2 separate regions of the Pan troglodytes genome follow, and region 1 is linked to region 2. Evidence: chromatin contacts called from public Hi-C data. All regions are on one chromosome and are shown on one strand. The core of a region is the stretch at or near the end of the contact, and the rest is flanking DNA. Distances in the headings are between cores, read along the strand shown.

Evidence for each region. A called contact is a pair of places that touch in the nucleus more often than the background predicts.
Region 1: a contact with region 2 is called in a Hi-C map of induced pluripotent stem cells, with 1.6 times the contacts expected there. The contact joins the promoter of IHH here to the promoter of WNT10A in region 2. A contact is called at or near these places in 2 of 7 Hi-C or Micro-C datasets (both in induced pluripotent stem cells) and 1 of 1 other capture datasets (stem cell-derived neural stem cells).

The regions. Positions count from the first base shown.
Region 1 is chr13:121,319,444-121,325,203 of NHGRI_mPanTro3-v2.0_pri, forward strand. It overlaps IHH (Indian hedgehog signaling molecule), which reads right to left and starts at 3,029. Exons shown (of 3, transcript XM_526034.9): 1 at 2,261-3,029. The coding sequence starts at 2,575.
Region 2 is chr13:121,137,535-121,143,082 of NHGRI_mPanTro3-v2.0_pri, forward strand. WNT10A (Wnt family member 10A) reads left to right here and starts at 4,068. Exons shown (of 4, transcript XM_516098.8): 1 at 4,068-4,934. The coding sequence starts at 4,822.

The DNA of each region.
Region 1 (5,760 bases), core at 1,779-4,278, 180 kb after region 2:
CCCGGGGATCTGGACCGCACGGCGGTATCACAAATCTGGAGGAGGCATGGAGGCAAGCGCCCTGGCGGCGCCTTCTCTGGTAGGTGGAGGTCCCCTCTCTCCTGTGCTGTCTTCAGCTCCGGGTATCCATCCCTCCACAGACAGGACTACACCTTTCAGCGCCCAGTCCCTCTGTGCCTCCAAGGCAGGAGGGCCAGCCAGCGGCCGGGAGGGAGGAGTGGCAGCGGAGCCGACTGCCTGCGGCGGGCCTGCGAGGCGTGCAAGGCCGGAGGTGCCCAGTAGGTGTCACCGCAGCCTCAGGGCTGAGGCCTGGGGACGACAGGCTCTGGAGGCGCGGCAGGTGCAGAGCGTCTCGGTAGCTTCAGGGGGTGTGTTGGAGGGGAATCGCCGGCCTGCCTGGATCCCTCGAGCACCACCGAGGATTCCCGCCGGGACTCTCTTATAATCCCAAACCGGCCCACACCCCCGCCAGAGATGACAGGGCCAGGGAACCAGAAACCGGCGGATTAGCGCCAGGGCCGCCCAATGAGGGGCCACATGCAACGTCTTCCTCTGCAAGGCGCAAAAGGGGCTGACAATCCCAGACCTCCAGGACCTCTGCACCGGTGCCCCGCCCCTATACTGTAGGAAGGAACTCCATAAACCAAGCTTCTGATCTCAGGGAGCCAGCTCCACCATCCTCCTCACGTGAGGTTGGGGTAGAGCCGCGCCCTGGGGGAAGGACCGAAGCGGTCATCCTTGGTTGCTGCCTCCTGGTGTGCCTGGGTCCTGAGAGCCCAAGAGACTGTGCAGCTGACTCTGAGAAGAAGAAGCTGGGGCCAGGGCCTTGGTCTGAGGGGAAAGGCCCTTCCACCAGTCCTCGACTCTGAGATTCGAGGCGCCAACAAGTGTGGGCAGCCCAAGTCTCAACCTACCCCCACCCTGCAGAGCCCGGGCCTCACAGACCCTTGGACTCAGCCTTCCCAGGAGCCAATAGCAGCTACAGCCCAGGGCCTCGCAGGTCCTCGCTGGTGCACAGCCTGGCTGGGGGTGCTTACTGCCCAGGGAGGGAGCTCCGCTTGCTCCTTCGTAGACCCTGCCGTCAGGCTTCTAGCCCCGCACCTATGCCCGCCTGCAGCCCTGGTTCCCCGCCTCTCTCCCTCACTGCCACCGCCCCCTCTCGGGTCCAGAGCCCGGGCGTGCGCTGTCAATGATTGCCCAGCCCGTGGCCCGGATCCTTATCTGCATTCCTCGGCGCCCGGCCCGGCCCGGCCACCAGCCAACCTTCGGCCCCGACACTGGCCGGCCAGCCCCGGCGCCAGGGTGCATGCTGAGGGCCCTGAGTCTAGCTGCTCTTCCCAACGGATCTAGAAAGCCAGGGGCCTGCTTTCAGGGGGAAGCCTTGGGAGACCCCGAAGGAAGGGGGTGAAGGTCTCTCCCCTCACGGACCTGGCTTCTGGGAAGGAATTTGCGCCTCTAAGCTTGGGTGGAGCGCGGGTCCTACTCCAGCATGCAGAGACTAGCGTCAGCCCTGGTCCCTGCCTCCCTCGGCATCTCAGCCTGTCTTTTCCACTCCTTCCCGTCCCCACCACCAAGCCCAGGAATCCCCTAAGCTCAGTCCCAGAGCCTGAAGGCCCCAATAACCCACCCTTCCACCGCAGTAGCACCCCTCAGCTCTCCGGACAGACACGCGGGCTCGCTGGGCGGGTTCCTTTTCCCACCTCCGCCTCCCTATTCAACTCTTCCTCGCTGTTCTTAACCCCAGACCCAGCCGGGACGCTGCTCCTGGAAGGGGCAGCCCGTAGAACCAAGAGCGCACAGGGAGGAAAGGCCGTGGTGCCCCTACGCACCCAGAGATTCTTTGCCTCAGGGGTGCCGAAAAGTTTCAAAATGAAAGGGGCACATCTGTGCAGAAGGTTAGGCCGGGAGGGACTGCGTGGGTCCTGGAGGCGCAGGAGGCAGCCCGGTAGAGGTACCTCCGGGTGCAGCGTCTGGCTGAGCTGCCAGTACTTTGGGGCAGAGGAGCCGCCGCCAACCTGCTGGGCTGTGGGGCTTGGCAGCGGGGAGCTCTTCTAGCAGTCTCCTCCGGGCTTGGGGATGCCGACACTCCTGCCTGGACCCCTGGCCAGCCCATCTTGGGCAGGAGGCAGCGGGGCTTGGCGAGAGGGGCAGGTGCCAGGGAGCGTGCCAGCCAGTCGAGAAAATGTGCCAGGGGGTGGGTAGGGCCGGGCAGGTGGCCGTGCTTCGGTGGCGGCGCGCTGGTAGGGCGGATCGCGCTCACCTGGGTCATGAGGCGGTCGGCGCCTGTGTTCTCCTCGTCCTTGAAGATGATGTCTGGATTGTAATTGGGGGTGAGCTCCTTGAAGCGCTCGGAGCTGCGAGCGATCTTGCCTTCATAGCGTCCGCTGGCGCCCAGGGTCTTCTCGGGCACATTGGGGCTGAACTGCTTGTAGGCGAGCGGCACGAGTTTGCGTGGCGGTCGCCGGCGGCTGCCCACCACCCGACCCGGCCCGCAGCCCCATGCCGCCGGCACCACCAGCAGCAGCAACAGGAGCAGGCAGAAGTGCAGTTGGGGCCGGAGCCGGGCGGGAGACATGGCCGGGGAGCCCGGGGGAGCGGCGGGCGAGGTCTCCTGGTGGGCTGATGGGCAGGCGCGTCGACGGGAGCGCTGCGGGGGCTCAGGCGTCCGGGTGGCTCCGGGGGGCTCCAGGCGGGGGCGCCATGGGCGGCGTGGTGCGGCCAGGGCCGGCGGGACTCAAGTGCGGGGCGGGGGCCCAGGGCCCGAGCTGGTGGCGGCGCGCTGTCCCCCTCGGCGCCTCGACTCTGAGCTGCCGGGCTCGCCGGCCGCCAATAAATAGGCCGGCCCGTTTGTTTTGGCAACGCGGCGGCGGCGGGGGGCGGCGGGCGGCGGGGCTGCGGGCCGCCGGGCTGGGCTGGGCTGGCCGGGCCGGCGGGCTGCAGGGCCCCGCGGTTAGCACCCCGGCCCGGCGGTCAGGCGGCTCGGGCGGAGCGGGAGCTGCTGCCGTCTGCGGCGCAGCCCGGGGCCGAGTGAGAGGGGAAATGGAAGAGATCCGGGCTCGGGCCCCGCGCAGACCGCACCCTACCCATGTCCCTGCCTCCTGTGCGCTCGACAGCGAACCTGTAGCAAGGGCAGCACAGCCTCCTCCCCCTCGGGCGGGCGGCCCCGGCACTAGCCAGCCCTCGTCCCGCTCGCGCCTCCGCCGCGCGTCCGCCCGCCCGCTGCCCTCTGCGCCCCCTGCGCTGCCCGAGTTTGCCCTCCCCGCCTGGACGCGCCCCACCCCGCCCTGGCCTCGCCTACCGGCTCTTCGCGGCTCTGGGGTGCCCCGCCAGGCGCAAACCTCCCGGACAGGAGCTGCCACCCCCACGGAGACCGCAACCCACGGCGCGGCCGGACGCGAGGGGCGGGGGGCAGTGGCCGGACCGCACAGCCGCCTACGGTGTCCCCTGCGGGGAAGCAAACCCAAAAGGCAGGAGGCCACTCATAACCTGGTGCCCCACCCTGGCCCGGGCGACGCGCCCTTTCAGCTTGGTGGAGCTGGGTTCTGTATCAACCCGGTGCACATCCCACAGCCTGCCTGTCGTGTCAAACTGGGGATGGGGAGTCTAGCCTTTTGAAGAGTCAAATAGGGGGTTTTAAGTTGGAAACACTGTTGAAAGTGACAATATGAAGTTGCAAAGGGATAGGTCAATATGCAGAGAAGGGTAGCTAAAATGGTGACGTCAACAGAATACCGAGGAACCCCGACTGACCATGTTAAAGAGGGGCAGCAAAGATCTCAGTAACGGGGGCTTGGTATGAATGCCAAAATGATGCAAAGCCACCGGAACTGCTAAATAATTACTTGGTTCTATATTACACATTTAAAAGAGCAGAGAATATGTAGAAACAACTAGGAACGTGAACATGTGTTATGTGTTTTTATATGACATTCGGGAAAGCTGAATGAATTAGGATCCCTTCTGCCAAAACAAGTAAAGGCAAGTGTGTTAAAAAGCAAACAAAAAACATCACCACCACAACACCAAACTATATGATTTGACTGTAATAGATTCTACAAATCCAATAAAGGTAGAAATGAAAAGATGAGAAATAAAAAGACTTAAAAATTCTCACTCAAATGCTATTAATACAATAGGTACCATTTTATTGGTACTTACATTCCTGAACATGGTAGTTATTAGATATTATTGTACTATGTCTTCTACTTGCATTATCTAATTTAAACTCGAAACGGCCAAAGGAGCTATTACTGTCCACATTTTACAAATGAAGATATTGAAGTTCAGAGAAGATGAACAACTTGCTAGTGGCTGAAAAGCAGGGATTGAAGCCCATGACTCTGGCCCAGCCCGTTTTCGCCCATGCAGGTGCATTGTCCCTCTGTGCAGGACCAGTCCACTCAACACCACTGGGTTCGGGCTGAAGTAGCTGTTCACAGATTTACTCACACTCTCTGGATCAGTTTTATAAACACAAATTCAGGATTGGATGAGACTCAAGAGAGTGCTTAATCTAAGCGCTTGATATTATAGAAAAGGAAACTGAGGCCCACAGAAAGAAATTTAGGATTGCTCCACTAGGAGTGGAGCGGTGCCTGCAATGTGGAAACAAAATGGATCGCCTCCTTTCCTCCCCTTTGCCCGCACCTTCTCCCCACCCCGCATGTTCTTTCTTGCATTAGCATTCAGATTCTGTTTCCTAGTCAAAGATGAATGTTGCTTCTTTTCCCTGAAAGCTTTCCAAGTGCTCTAACTTGTGTTTTCCAGGGCTCAAGAACTATCTCTGCGATATTCTCCATCCCCTTTCCCTCCTGCCCCTCTACCTCAGATTTCTGGAGCAGGGTCAGTACCTCTCACAAACCAAACAGGGGCTCTCTGTTTTTATGGAGTTCCATGAAAGAAAATTCCATAGGCTTCTGCGGTCACCTATCCCACTGTTTAATAATATTCTTCTAGAGAAATTTCGCCTTAAATTTAATCTATCTCCCTCCCTCTCTAATGCAAATTCAACTCGTTCCTCTTTTTCTGGCCTTAGGGATTAGGGCCATTATCCTGCTGATTATCTTTCATGCATTGTCTTGAAGAGTTGTTAAATTGCTTTCAATCTTCTTTTCTCCAAGTAAAAGACAATTTCTTTAAGTTCTCTCAGAGGTTCTAATTTATAACCATTTATTAGCTTTTCCATTCTTCCTCTCATTTCTCCTCTCTCAGACTGTAATTCTAACCTATTAAATACAAATCTGGTAAAGATCTGATCCATGTCAAATAAGTTTTTATGCTATAAGTACTCCCATAGCTTGCCATCAGGTGTGCCTCTGCAGCAGAGCCACCTCGTTGGTTGAGACTGGGCTTCACCAAGACAAGACCCTCCTCTGCCAGGCTAATTTAGGAACAGTGATTAGGGTGTGTGCTGGAGAAGCAGAGGGAGACCAGCGTGTATCAAGTCTTTTCTCTCTGCCAGGTGCTTTACACAATTAGTAAAATCTCCATAATAATCCTCTGTGCATGACATTATTCTCATTTTACAAATTTATAACTCCAAGATCTAGATGCCAAGTAACTTGCCTGGGGTCCCAGAGCTAAAATTTGAACCCAGAGCTTTTGCACTCCAAAGCTATACTCTTTTCTCAGGACATAATGGTGCTCCAAGATCTGAATCTCAAATTTGGGTCAACATCAGTCCAACCTCCTTCAGTGGAGGAAGGATGGAGACTGGGAGCACCATAATCTCTACAGCAGTGACCTGGAGCACTTTAAATC
Region 2 (5,548 bases), core at 2,818-5,317:
TAGTTCAGCTTGGTCATTTGCCTATTCCTGAACCAATAATGGTGTCTAGGGAGATGTACTACCATGCCTGGGATTGACAGCCTCTCTAGAACCACAGGGGGGTGGGGCAGGCACAGGGAGCAAAGCACAGTTCTTCAAATGAAACAGAAGGAAAGGGAGCTCGTTCTGGATGTGACAGACCCTCACCGTGGCTTCCAGGACCCCTGTCCTTCCCCCGCAATGCCCCTGCATTCACTCGGTGACCTAGCCTGCTTCAATCCTCAAGGCTCATGGTGGGGAGGGGTGTCAGGCTGCAGTGGGAAGGTTGAGGCACCAGGGTTTTCCTTTCTGCCTCCTCTTGGCTCCCTTGGGTCAAATGTCTGGGCCTCAGGGAAGTCATGGAGAATTTGGACTTAGAACTCCTCCACCAAAGGAAACTCTGTTAACTTACCAAAGGAGACAGTGGAAATACATTATGGTCCACATAGAGGAGAAATGAAGCTCCCTGAGGGCAAGGTTTATATTCACAGATCTGCCTTCCCCAAAGCTCTGCTCTGCTCTTCAAACAAACAAAAAAACCAAACAAGCCCAAAACCCAAACTCCTGCACTTCTCTCAGAGACCACCAGAGGGCATGCGGAGCCCAGCTTCTCTATTAACAGGGAGCGACAGACAGGACCTGCAGGACATCTGGGAAACTCAGAGCGTGGTGGGCAGGAGAGGATAGGACTGAAAGGAAGCAAGAAGACCTACAGACAGCTTGGGTCAAGCTTCTAGGGTTCCGGACTGTCTGGGATGTCTGGGCTGGCCCAGACCTAGGGCTGGGATGCCAGCCTCCCAGACTCTACCACTGCTGGGTCCTGCAGGGGGTGAGATAGGGTGGAAGATGCTGGACATCTTCCTCCACAATGCCAGGGAGGGAAGCTGGGGAAGTGGTATGAACTGGCACCATTCTAGGCAGGTTAAAAGGAATTCAGAGGAAGTAGTATGGTACAATGAAAAATGCCTTGTTTGCTAGCTTGACCTTGGTCAAGTCAGTTAACCTATCTGAGCACTTCCTATCACCTAATAGGGGTCCCTGATTGCTTTTTAGCACATTGTGAGAATGCACTTCCATCTTTAAACTGCTGGCCACATGTTACTGGTCCATCTTCTGTGACCAAGCCCTGAAGGCGTCTGGGCACTGCCTTCTATGAAGGGTGGGAGTGATTACCAGAAGGCACCATTGGGACTTCTAGCCTTATCTTCTTTGAGCCCAGAGATAGATCTGTGCTGTTGCCCTGCTGCCTGGGAAGGGGCCGGAAGTAGAGCTCCCACCACCACCCACCCCTCCTCATCCAGCTGCTCAGCCTCAGGCAGTCTGAGGCATCAAAGTCCCCTGCTGGCTGAATGGCAGGGGACATGTGGAACTGGGGAGATGGGGGAAGTGCACAGAGGCACCCCAGATGTGTGTGTGACCACATCAGGAACAGGCGGAACACAGGCAGATGGGTGAGGAGGCCGAGTGGAAGGCCTAGGATCAGCCTGAGGCCACGGGCTCGGGGAACATTTCCCTTCCCTTTCAATGACCAAACACATTGGGAGTTTGGGGAGACTGCAGCAGCAAGCCATTCCCCCTTACCTTGCTGAGGGTTGGTGGCCCCTGAGGCCTGGACAATGGGATGAAGAGCCTCCTTATTGGTCTGTGGCTCCTTGGCGTTCTTCTTCAGCAAGACAAACTTCTCCAGCTGGGCACCAGGACTGGGCTGGGGCTGGACTGGGCTAGGCTGGGGCCGTGAGGGTCCCACCTGTTCTCACCCCCATGCTTCCCCGGCCCTTCCTCCCTGTGACCTTCTCCAGAGCTGCCACAGCTGGAACCATTCTCCAAGCTGCCTTTCATCCCCAGTGCTCCCCCGCCCCCCAGTGGCCCCTGTAATTGTGGTCTTAGGCGGCGGCTGCGGGGGCTGGGGCTGGGCTGAGGGCCAGGGCCCAGGGCAGGGCCAGGGTGGGGACTAGGGGGTGCTGATAGGGGCTTGGCCATGGTGTGGGTCATTTGGGGCTGGGACCCCAGGGGCAGACAGTCTCTGGGCCTCACCTACATACATGCCAAGGCTCTGGACCGACACAGACTCTCCCCTCCCTTCATTGAGAAGTGCTCTGACTTGGGCACTCCTAGACCCTCCTGACACCAGGGCAGAGCCACGCCTGAGTGCAAGCCTCAGTATCACTATTTGCCTCCTGAGGTTTTTTTGTTTTTTTTTGTTTTTTTTTTTTTAAGAAAGGGTTTTCTCTGTCTCCTTTGCACCTCTGTATTTCACAGACAGTGGAGGTGGGGAAGCAAAGAGACCCCCTCATCAGAGAGATGCCAAAGGAAACTAAATCAGCTCCTCAACCAGGTCAGCAGCGTTTCCCAAAAGGAGTCCCCACCAGAATCACTGGGGATGCTAGCTAGAAAGACAGACACCCAGGCCTTTCCCTGGAAAGGCTGATTCAACTTCATGGGGCCTGGAATCTGCATTCCCACAATGGCCCACCCCAGGGGATACTTGTGCTGCATCAAGTGTGGGAAATGCTAGTGTGAGCGCATGATGGGGAATAAGGACATCTGTAAGCTGATTATGAGTCCCTTCCCTGTGTCACGTTCCTAATTCTTTCTGGGCCTCAGTTTCCACAACAGCCAATAAGAACATGACTTTCCAGCTTGCTGGTGTCCTCTCTCATCCTGGGCTGGTGCCTGTCTCCTGTCTTGAGTCTGGTCCCACCCTTACCCTTACCGCTTACCCTTCCCAAATGCTAGTCCCAAGCTGTCCCCGTTTCTGCAGCATGGTAGGGAGAGTGGGGAGGGCAGGGGGCAGTTGGGGTCAAATAAGGCTCTAGCTGACGCAGTCTGCTTGCTGCCCCTGGCTGTTTTCCTGCAGTCCAGCCAGACTGCTCCCCCCCCAACTGCCCCACCCCCACCCCCAGCAGCCTCAAGCCCTTAATTCCTGACAGCTGCGGTGGCTGCCGGCAGAGATGAGGGGGAAAGGAGGGGGGAGTATGCCGTCAGCCTGCTGTTGCTCAGGCCGCCCCCACCACCTGACAGTCTGGGGACAAGGAGGGCCCCACCCCCTCCTTCAGTTCCCCAGGGATGGGCAATTCCAGGAATGGGCCTTTTTTGTCTCTGAGCCCAGAGGCTCCCATAGTTTTGTTCCTAAGCCAGCAGGGGCTCTCTTCAGAGAGAGGGGCATGTTTGTGTAAAGGCTTGTGCCCATTTTACAGAGGAGGATGCCGAGGGCACAGGGCAGGAGCATGATCCACTATCAGGGCCCAGGCTAGCACCAGAAACAGACGGCAGAGCTGCCTTTCCCCGCCCTCTGGCTCTCAGGCCCTTGCTTGGGCCCAGCACACTTGCACTATATCGAGGAGGGGCCCAGTGTTCAGTTGGGGTGGAGGGACAGGAAGATCTCAGCGAGAAGTAGACCTGAGCCAGGAGGCTGGTATTAGGCAGCTCCTAGAGGACCATGTGCAGGTGGGGCCAGGGAGGGCCAGGACAAGACTGGGAGTATCTGCGGGCACAGGCAGGCAACACTCAGTGTTGGGGCGGCAGCTGCTGCGCTGGGAGTCAGAAGAGCTGCGTTCGGTTCTCGCTCTTCCGCTAATTTGCTGTGTGACCTCTTTGAGCCTCGATATTTTCTTGTGAAATAAAGGGGAGCTAAATAAACTATCTCAACGGCCACTTCTAGGGTTAAAAGTCTCTCTAACGCCTCCTCCCAGGGCGTGCCACCCCGGGCGCTCCTACGCAAGCATTTTCTGGGGGCCTGACACTGCTGCCTCCCCGGGCTCACTGAGGAGACAAGGTGGTCCCCATGAGCCGCATTCCGCAAAGGGGCAGAGGAGGTCTCCGTGAGCAGGAGCAGGAGGCACCTGTTTAAGGTCACACAGCAAAGGGGAGAAGAAGCCAGAGGCTGCCAAACTCCTCTGCAGGAGCCCACACCTGCCTCACACCAGGCAGGCCTGGGGGAAGTCCCTCCTCTGGCGGAGGAGGCGAAACACAGAGGCCAGCCCCTCCCCTCCAGCCCCTGCAGGTGTGTGTGTTGGGGTGGGATGGGGGCGCTCCCCAGCAGCTGCGTCTCTGCCAGGCACACACACCTCGCGGTAACACATATCCCCCACACAACCCAGCGCGCTCCACACACAGGCATCTTCCTGTGCACGCGCGCACAGACCCCAACACCTTTCCCTCTGTTGCCCTCAGCAGGGACGCTCCCACCCCCAGTCCCCAGCGGACGCAGTGGCCTCGGGACTCGTACACGCCTCCACGCCCCGCCGCGTGACGTCACGTGGGGTAGAGCCCTGAGACACTAAATGGGGGGGTGGGGGTGGGGGGAGGAAAGGGAAGGCGGCAGAGCTCCCCGAGCCGGGACAGTCACTTACTCTACAGGCAGTGGGGCCCGACACAGACAGAGCCGCCCCCGCCAGCCAGCCTCGCACGCCCTCGGAAGCGCAGGCTCCCGGCGCTGCGCTGGAGGGTTCCCCGGCACCCCAGCCTCCCGTCCCCAGCCCGCTGCACCTCCGGGCCCCCCTTACCCTTGAGAGGCACCGGGAGTTGTCGCGGGGGGGCCTCGGGAAATTCCCCGGACCCCTGTGCCAGGAGGTGCCCGGTTCGCCCGCTCTTCACCCCCCGCCCCCCCCGAGGGCGGTGCCCGGGGGTGCTGCCCCATGGAGCGGGGAGGCGGGCGCCGTCTGCTCCGGGAGCCCTGACCCGAGTCGGAGCTGTGTGTCGCAGCCGCCCCGACCCCCCGCCGATCATGCGCCGGCGCCCCTGGCTCTCCAGTCCCACTGGGCTGTGAGCCCCCAACTCCCAGCCCGTCAGGGCCTGCGCGCCATGGGCAGCGCCCACCCTCGCCCCTGGCTGCGGCTCCGACCCCAGCCCCAGCCGCGGCCAGCGCTCTGGGTGCTCCTGTTCTTCCTACTGCTGCTGGCTGCTGCCATGCCCAGGTGAGCCCTCACCTCATGCTCCGCCCTCCTAGAGAGTTGGGACCCCGGCCCGCAGGGGCCTCTGATGCTCTTGCTGGGGTAGAGGACCCTGGAAGAAGGGAGGGACAGGGTCATAGGAAAGTGCTGGTGCCCAACCAAAGGCAGTGAGCTCCCTCATAGGAGGGGGTTGGACTGGTGACAGGATATGGGCAGTCCAGGGAGACAAGGCAGTGCCCAGGAGCATGATGGCAACTAGGAGGGGAGGTGTGTGTGGGGGGGGAGCAAGTGCCAGTCTGGAGTTCCTGCCCTGTTGGGGGAATGCACCCCCACCCCAGGAGTAAGCACAAGCTGCCTCACTCCTTCCTGCAGCTCAGCCCCAGGTAGGGGCAGGGGTTGGGAGGCTGGAAGGGGTAGCCCAGGTGGGGTCAGTGAGAGACTGCAGCTGCAAGAGCTGTGTGTGTGTGTGTGTGCACGCGCGTGTGTGTGTGTTCAATCGAGCCCAGGATCCCAGCAAACTGTGTTGGTAAACAGCAGTTTGTATGTGTGCCCATGTGTGCATGTGAGAGCTCATGGGTCAATGTATGTTAAGATGAACACAGGTGTAAATGGGAGTGTCTTTGTGTGTGTGTCTGTAA